Linked DNA regions of Macaca mulatta: region 2 is linked to region 1. A link is a contact called in public Hi-C data. All regions are on one chromosome and are shown on one strand. The core of a region is the stretch at or near the end of the contact, and the rest is flanking DNA. Distances in the headings are between cores, read along the strand shown.

Evidence for each region. A called contact is a pair of places that touch in the nucleus more often than the background predicts.
Region 2: a Hi-C map of CD4 T cells shows a contact between it and region 1, with 2.5 times the contacts expected there. The contact joins the promoter of DYM here to the promoter of C18H18orf32 in region 1. A contact is called at or near these places in 3 of 14 Hi-C or Micro-C datasets (CD4 T cells, blood and liver).

The regions. Positions count from the first base shown.
Region 1 is chr18:42,847,868-42,851,464 of T2T-MMU8v2.0, reverse strand. It overlaps C18H18orf32 (chromosome 18 C18orf32 homolog), which reads right to left and starts at 1,865. Exons shown (of 3, transcript NM_001190838.1): 1 at 1,838-1,865. RPL17 (ribosomal protein L17) reads right to left here. Exons shown (of 6, transcript NM_001193562.1): 6 at 3,122-3,200. The coding sequence ends at 3,153.
Region 2 is chr18:42,883,485-42,886,698 of T2T-MMU8v2.0, reverse strand. It overlaps DYM (dymeclin), which reads right to left and starts at 1,604. Exons shown (of 18, transcript XM_077975473.1): 1 at 1,337-1,604.

The DNA of each region.
Region 1 (3,597 bases), core at 616-3,115:
CACGCCTGTAATCCTAGCCCTTCGGGAGGCTGAGGCGGGCAGATCACCTGAGGTCAGGAGTTTGAAACCAGCCTGGCCAACATGACGAAACCCCGTCTCTACTATAAATACAAAAATTAGCCAGGTGTGATGGTGGGCGCCTGCAATCCCAGCTACTGGGGAGGCTGAGGCAGGAGAATTGCTTAAACCTGGGAGGCGGAGGTTGCAGTCAGCAGAGATCGTGCCATTGCACTTCAGCCTGTGTGAGAAGAGCAAAACTCTGTCTCAGAAAAAAAAAAGGCAATTGATTTTTATTTTTTTGAGACAGGGTCTTGCTCTGTTGCTCAGGCTAAAGCGCAGTGGCTCAAACATACCACTTGTGTTCAGAGTTCACTGCAGCCATGACTTCTCGGACTCAAGCCATCCCCCTTCCTCGGCCTCCTGAGTAGGTAGGACCACAGGCCCCCGCCACTATGCCCGACTAATTTTTTAATTTTTAGTAGAGATGAGGTCTCACTGTGTTGCATATGCTGATCTTCAAGTCCTGAGCTCAAGTGACCCTCCCACTTAGGCCTCCCAAAGTGCTGGGATTACCGGATCCCGGCCTAATTTTTTTTTTTTTTTTAAATAATTAGCCAGGAGTGGTGGCACGCGCCTGCAGTCCCAGCTACTTGTGGAGCTGAGGAAGGAGAACTGCTTGTGCCGGGAAAGAAGCAGCTGCCGTGAGCTATGATGGCCCACTGCACTCCAGCCTGGGCCACAGAGGCAGACCCTGTCTCAAGATTGAAAAAAAAAAGTTGTAACCTGTCCAAAGTTCTCACAGAGGGTAACTGGTAACTAGAGCTGGCTAAGATCATTATTTCCAGTTCTGGTTTTCCTCAATGCTCTTGCCTTTTCCTCTTCCAAAAACACAATGGTCTTGTTTTTACCAAACTTTCCAAACCAACTAAACCCCTTCAAAACAACTGGTAATGTTACCAGTAATGGTTTAGTGACCGACAGGCCCTCCATCAAAAAGATTCATTTTTACTTCTGCAATTGTGTTTTAAGTAAGTTCGCACACAGCATGGTGTACATAAACTCTCGAGAACAAATACTACTAATCACTTATTCCACAATTATGGCTTTTAAGAGACTTTTTAGCTCTCTTCAGAATGAAGCCTACTTGTATCTTATCTTTTAATCTTCATAATTCTTCGGTAAGATATTTTACTTCACACATGTGGAAACTGGGTCAGAAAAATCTAGAAGGTGGCTAGGAGATATTATTAATTATTCGCTCCAAGCCAACGAAGCGAGCAAAATGGATTAAAGCTGTTGCACAGGAATCTTCTTTCACTCGACTTCAAGTTCAGACAATAGAGCAGACAGTTAAAGTCTGAGGCTCCATCCGAAATAGGTCAGGCAACACAGGGAAAGCCACCTTCCTCCAAATCATCCAGTAGAGCATGTAATCTTAGTGGAGACAGAGGGAGCGGGGACAGGTTGAGTCAATGACAATGACTGAAAAGAGGGAATAGAGGCCTAATGGTGAAGGTAACAGAAGGGATGTGAAACCGATACTTGGCCACGGAAAAGAACAAAATCAGTATAAACCATCGGAGAGGCAAATCCAAGCCCCGAGGGCGTCGGTGGTGGACAAGGAACACACGGGGAGGGGAGGACGGCGGAGCGCGCGTGCGGAAGGAAGGTACCCTGAGAGAGAAGGCGGGCACCGCGTAGGCCGGCGGGCCGCGACCGCCGAGGAGGGAGGAGGCAGGAGGCCGCGCACTGGCTAGGACTCTGCGAGCGCGGCCCGGGCTGGGCCTGCGGAGCAGCTACAAAGCCCAACCCAGGCCGCTAGCCGGGACACACTCACCCGAGACCGCGGAAACGCAGCTGACAATGTCCGCACTTCCGGAGGGAGGGACGAGCCGCAGCCGAGCCAATGGGCGCCCTCAAGGGGGACGACAAAGGCGCGCCTGCGTCAGCTCCGGGGCTCACGGCACGCAGCAGCGTTGCCCATGGGGATGGGGCAGGACTTCCGGCTCTGCGTCCTGCAGGTAACGCGCAAGTCCTGCATCTCCCAGGTACCCAACTGAAAGCTCCGCTCCGGGGAGAAAGCCTGACCTGACTACTCCGTGACCCAGAACGCAGGATTGAAATTCAGAACGCTACCTCGGTAAAGGATGACGCCCGTGCAAATGGCACGGCACCCACAGGGAAGGTGGCAGCTAGGCCGTTCAGAGGCAACTGAATAAGCTATTAGTTTTGCTCGCTTTTTAAATTCAAGGGCAGAGCAAACGAACATTAACTAAGGCCAACTTTGCAAACATCAGTTGCTTAAAAGCAGTTATATCACTTTATAAACGGAAGTACTGACACTAGGAAGTCAGTACGTGTTGGCGATGATGCGTGGAAACTGGGACCCTCATAAACCGCTGGTGGAAATGTAACGTGCAGCCTTTTTGTAAATATTTGCAAGTTCCTCAGATGTTTAGTCAGGTAACCTTATTATCAATTCCACTCTAGTATATACTCGAGAAATGAAAACACAAAAATCTGCACACAAAGGTTCACAGTAGCATTGTTTAACAGCGAAAACAAAACCCTGAGTATCAACCTAAAAAATTTAAAAACCTGAGCCTGAGTGCTGTCATGACACTCAAAGGCAATGCTCAATGGAGCCATTTCCAACTGGGGATGACCAACTGGTATACTCACACACTGGATTATTCTATAAAGAAAACCATTGCAAATTCCTTTTGGGATAATGAAACTTTTTTTTTGAAACAGGGTCTTGTTCTGTCTTACCCACGTTGGATTGCAGCAGTGCTCACTGCAGCCTCCCACCTCAGCCCCCCAATTAGCTGGGACTACATGGAAGCGACACCACACTTAATTTTTGTATTATTTTTAAAGACAGGGTTCTTGTCATGTTGCCCTGCCTGGGCTTGAACTCCTGGGCTCAAGCAGCCAGCCTCCACCTCCCAAAGTGCTGGGATTATAGAAATGAGCCACTGTGCCCAACCATGAAAATGGTTTTTAATGGTGCAGGGTAAGCAATCTGTGTTTGTAATTCCAATCCTAAAAATTCTCATTTGATTCATCTTCTAAGGACACCTGAAATACGTTCACTAATAAAGACAACCAACATTCTTTTCCTTTTAATTACATTTATTTTAACGCTGAATTTACTCCCGTGCCATAAGTTTTTGTTTCTTCAGTTTCTTCTGGGATATCTGGGGAAAGAAAAATAGAGTGTTAAGTTTCTTAGAGAAACCCACAGTACATCTTGGAGGACTTCAGCTTATTCTGGAGGCAGGAAACGCAGTTGTTAAGGACTAAGGGGGAAAATACTTAAATGGTAGAAATCAACAGAACAGAAGTTCATTAGGTATAAAGAGAAGTGTACATAATCAATCAGGTTCTTGACTTGAAAGAACTGAATGCGATCAATTACTGAAAACAAGCTTCTTGGCCGGGCACAGTGGCTCACGCCTGTAATCCCAATACTTTGGGAGGCTGAGGCAGGCGGATCACGTGGTCAGGAGATCAAGCCCACCCTGGCTAACACGGTGAAACCTCATCTCTACTAAAAATACAAAAAATTAGCCAGACGTGGCACCTGTAGTCCCA
Region 2 (3,214 bases), core at 355-2,854, 35 kb before region 1:
AGTGCAAAAACATAAAAACTCCTTGAACTATATGCCGTAACAACACAGACTTCTTAATAGCTGAATCTCCTTCCTATTAACATTGCCCCAACTCAGTTCTCTGCCATTTAATCCACTTGTGACTGATTGTTTCATCAATTATTCCAACTCATTTTGCCCTATGTACTCAGTTTATGAGCTTAAGCCAGACACCTAACCTCTAAAGACTAGTTCTTCATTTACAGAATGGAAATATTCATACGCGTCCAGTCTATCTCTGAATTGCTGAGAGGATTATCTAAAATAAAACTTCAAAGCAGGATAATCACTCCAGAAATCCATATATTCATAAATTTCATCCTCTGCAGCAACCATTCACCCATTCCTATAGATTCTCTTCCCTTCCACCTCATTCTTCTCTTGAGCCCTCAACTCATCAGCCTAAGCACCTGAGTTCCTCTGGTGGACGGTACATTCCTCTCCACCGCCTCCACCCTCCAAGTTTTCATCTTTCAGCACATCGCCCTTGCTCTACACACCCCTCTCTCCAACTTCCCCTCTCCTCTTTCAACGATCTCACTCCATCTGTGCCCCCTAATCAGTCTATCCTGGGTACCCGCTTTGCTGGCCAATTACAATCATCCCACCACTTCTCTGCCCCTGTTCAGCAGAGAACAGCTTTATCCAATCAGCTTTACCACACCAATACCCTCAAACCCCACTACTGCCCCCAGTTCACAAACACCCACCCTTTCACTTTTCAGTCAAAACACAATTGCTCAGGCAAATTCACGGAGACTGAAAGTAGATCAATAGTGTAGGGGAGAGAGGGAGGAGAGACTACTAATGGGTACGAGCTTCTTTGTTGGGGGTGATAAAAATGCTCTGGAATTAACGGTGGTGATGGCTGCTCAACTCTGAATATACTAAAAGCCACTGAGTTGTACTTTTAAAGGGTTAATTTTCTGACATGTTAATTATATCTCAATAAACTATGAATGTAAAAACAAGAAAGAAAAACCCACAACTATTGCTCACCCTGCCCATCACACGCCCATTTGTCAGACCAACACCGCCCCATCTCCGGAAGCACCGACTTGGCCTTCGGTATCCCCCAACTCCCAACAGCAGACTCGGACAGAGGTCCGTCCGCAGTCACCACAGCCCCCCCGGGGTGGCCCAGGCGCCCGCGGGCAGGGAAGGGAGGGTCCCTTCGCCGCCGCCCCGCTGCGCTGCCCCTCGCCTCCGGGCGCTGGCCGGGGAGGGGAGAGTGGCCCCTGACCCGCTGTGACAGGAGGCCGGGAGCAGCCGGGCTTTCAGGCCGGGCCGCGCTGAGGGGGGCGGCGCTACAGCCCACCTGTCTCAGCCGGCGGGGGGATACGCTCCAGCTCCACGGACCCACGGACTGACGGGCGGGTGGCAGAGGGGTCGGGAGAAGTGGCGGTCGCCGCCGCAGCCTCAGGTGGCGCACGCCGGCTCAGGCCTCCATGTTTCCACGTCCTGCGGGTAAGGATCCGGCTCCGGCTTGGCCTGCAGCTCGGCCCCGGCTCGGCTCCAGCCCGGGCCGCGTCGGTGCGGAGGCCGGGAGGCGGCGAGGGAAGAGGGAAGCGACCGAGAACGCGGCTAGGGACCGAACCCCCAGGCGCGCGCGCCAGCCAGGCGGTCACGTGGCACGCGGCGCGCGCGGACTTCTGGAAACTGTAGTCCTTTGGGTGTTACTCGTGCCTCCGCCCTCCTAGAGCCTCCTGGGCTACCAAGGCCACGTGGCCAAATCGAGAAGCACAAAAATGGCCGGGCGCGGTGGCTGACGCCGGTAATCCCTGCACCTTGGGAGGCCGAGGTGGACGGATCATGAGGTCAGGAAATCGAGACCATCCCGGCCAACATGGTGAAACCCCGTCTCTACTAAAAATACAAAAATTAGCTGGCTAGGCAGGAGAATCGTTTGAACCCTAGAGGCAGAGGTTGAAGTGAGTCGAGATCGCGCCACTGCACTCCAGCCTTGCGACAGAGCTCGACTCTTATCAAACAAAAAAAAAAAAAAAAAAAAGAGAGAAGTGCAAAAACCTCACCTGCCAGGTGCTAGAGTCCTCTCTCATGCTACACCGCTTGTTTCGGCGGCTTAACTTTATTAAGGCCCCTGTTAACTGCAGCTGAATAACCATCCCAAAGTCAAGCAATTTCGTGTGGGATTCTGGAGAGTTGAGAAATAGGAAAATAATTTTTGATGGAGGCAGCTGGCAAGGCTAGCCCTGCCTGCAATGTTGTGGGAAAGGACAGGTCCCACAGAAAAGACTAGCAATATGAGGCAATGCCAAAACTATGGAATTTGAAGTCAAATGAGCTGAGGTTTCCACATTGATGTCTTAGATCAATTACTTCACCTCTCCCAGCCAGTTTCCTTATCTAAAATATATACATGATGATGATTCTGCCCTTACAGGAATATTGACATTACTGTAGTAATAACAATTCACATTATGGATTGTTTTCTATTTGTCATGCCATGCCATGTTTTCTATTTGCCATTTCGCAAAATGACCCTATGGAACAGATAGCACCGTTATTCCCATTACATAGTCAATATGTGCCAGTATACTCTGTAAAGTACTATACAAATACTAGGTATTCTTTTCTAGCATAGACTGCCAGTAAATTCACTGAGCTTGCAGAATTATGACAGGAAAACATATTAAAACCCAAAGTAGACTGGGCTCTGTGGCTCATGCCTATAATGCAAACACTTTGGGAGGCGGAGGTGGGAGGATCACCTGAGTCCAGGAGTTCGGAAGGACCAGCCTGAGCAACATAGCGATACACTGTCTCTACAAAAAATACAAAAATTAGCTGGAAGTGGTGGGCACACCCTCGGTCCCAGCTACTCAGGAGGCTGACGTGGGAAAATCGCTTGAGCCCGGAAGGTTGAGGTTGCAGTGAGCCATGATCTCCCCATTGCGCTCTAGCCTGGGCAACAGAACGAGACACCGTCTAAAAAAAAAAAAAAACAAAACAAAAAAACCCAAACTACCTAACTAGAAAGCCATGACACTACTATGCAGCCATTGTAAAGAATGCTATGAATGCATATTTATTCGAAAACATTTTCATGATACATTGAGCCGAAACATGTATAGTATCAAATTTTCATAAGTGAATTATATTAGGTTGGTGCAAAATTAATTGTGGTTTTTGCCACTTAAAATATAATATTTATAATATATAATATTTATATTAA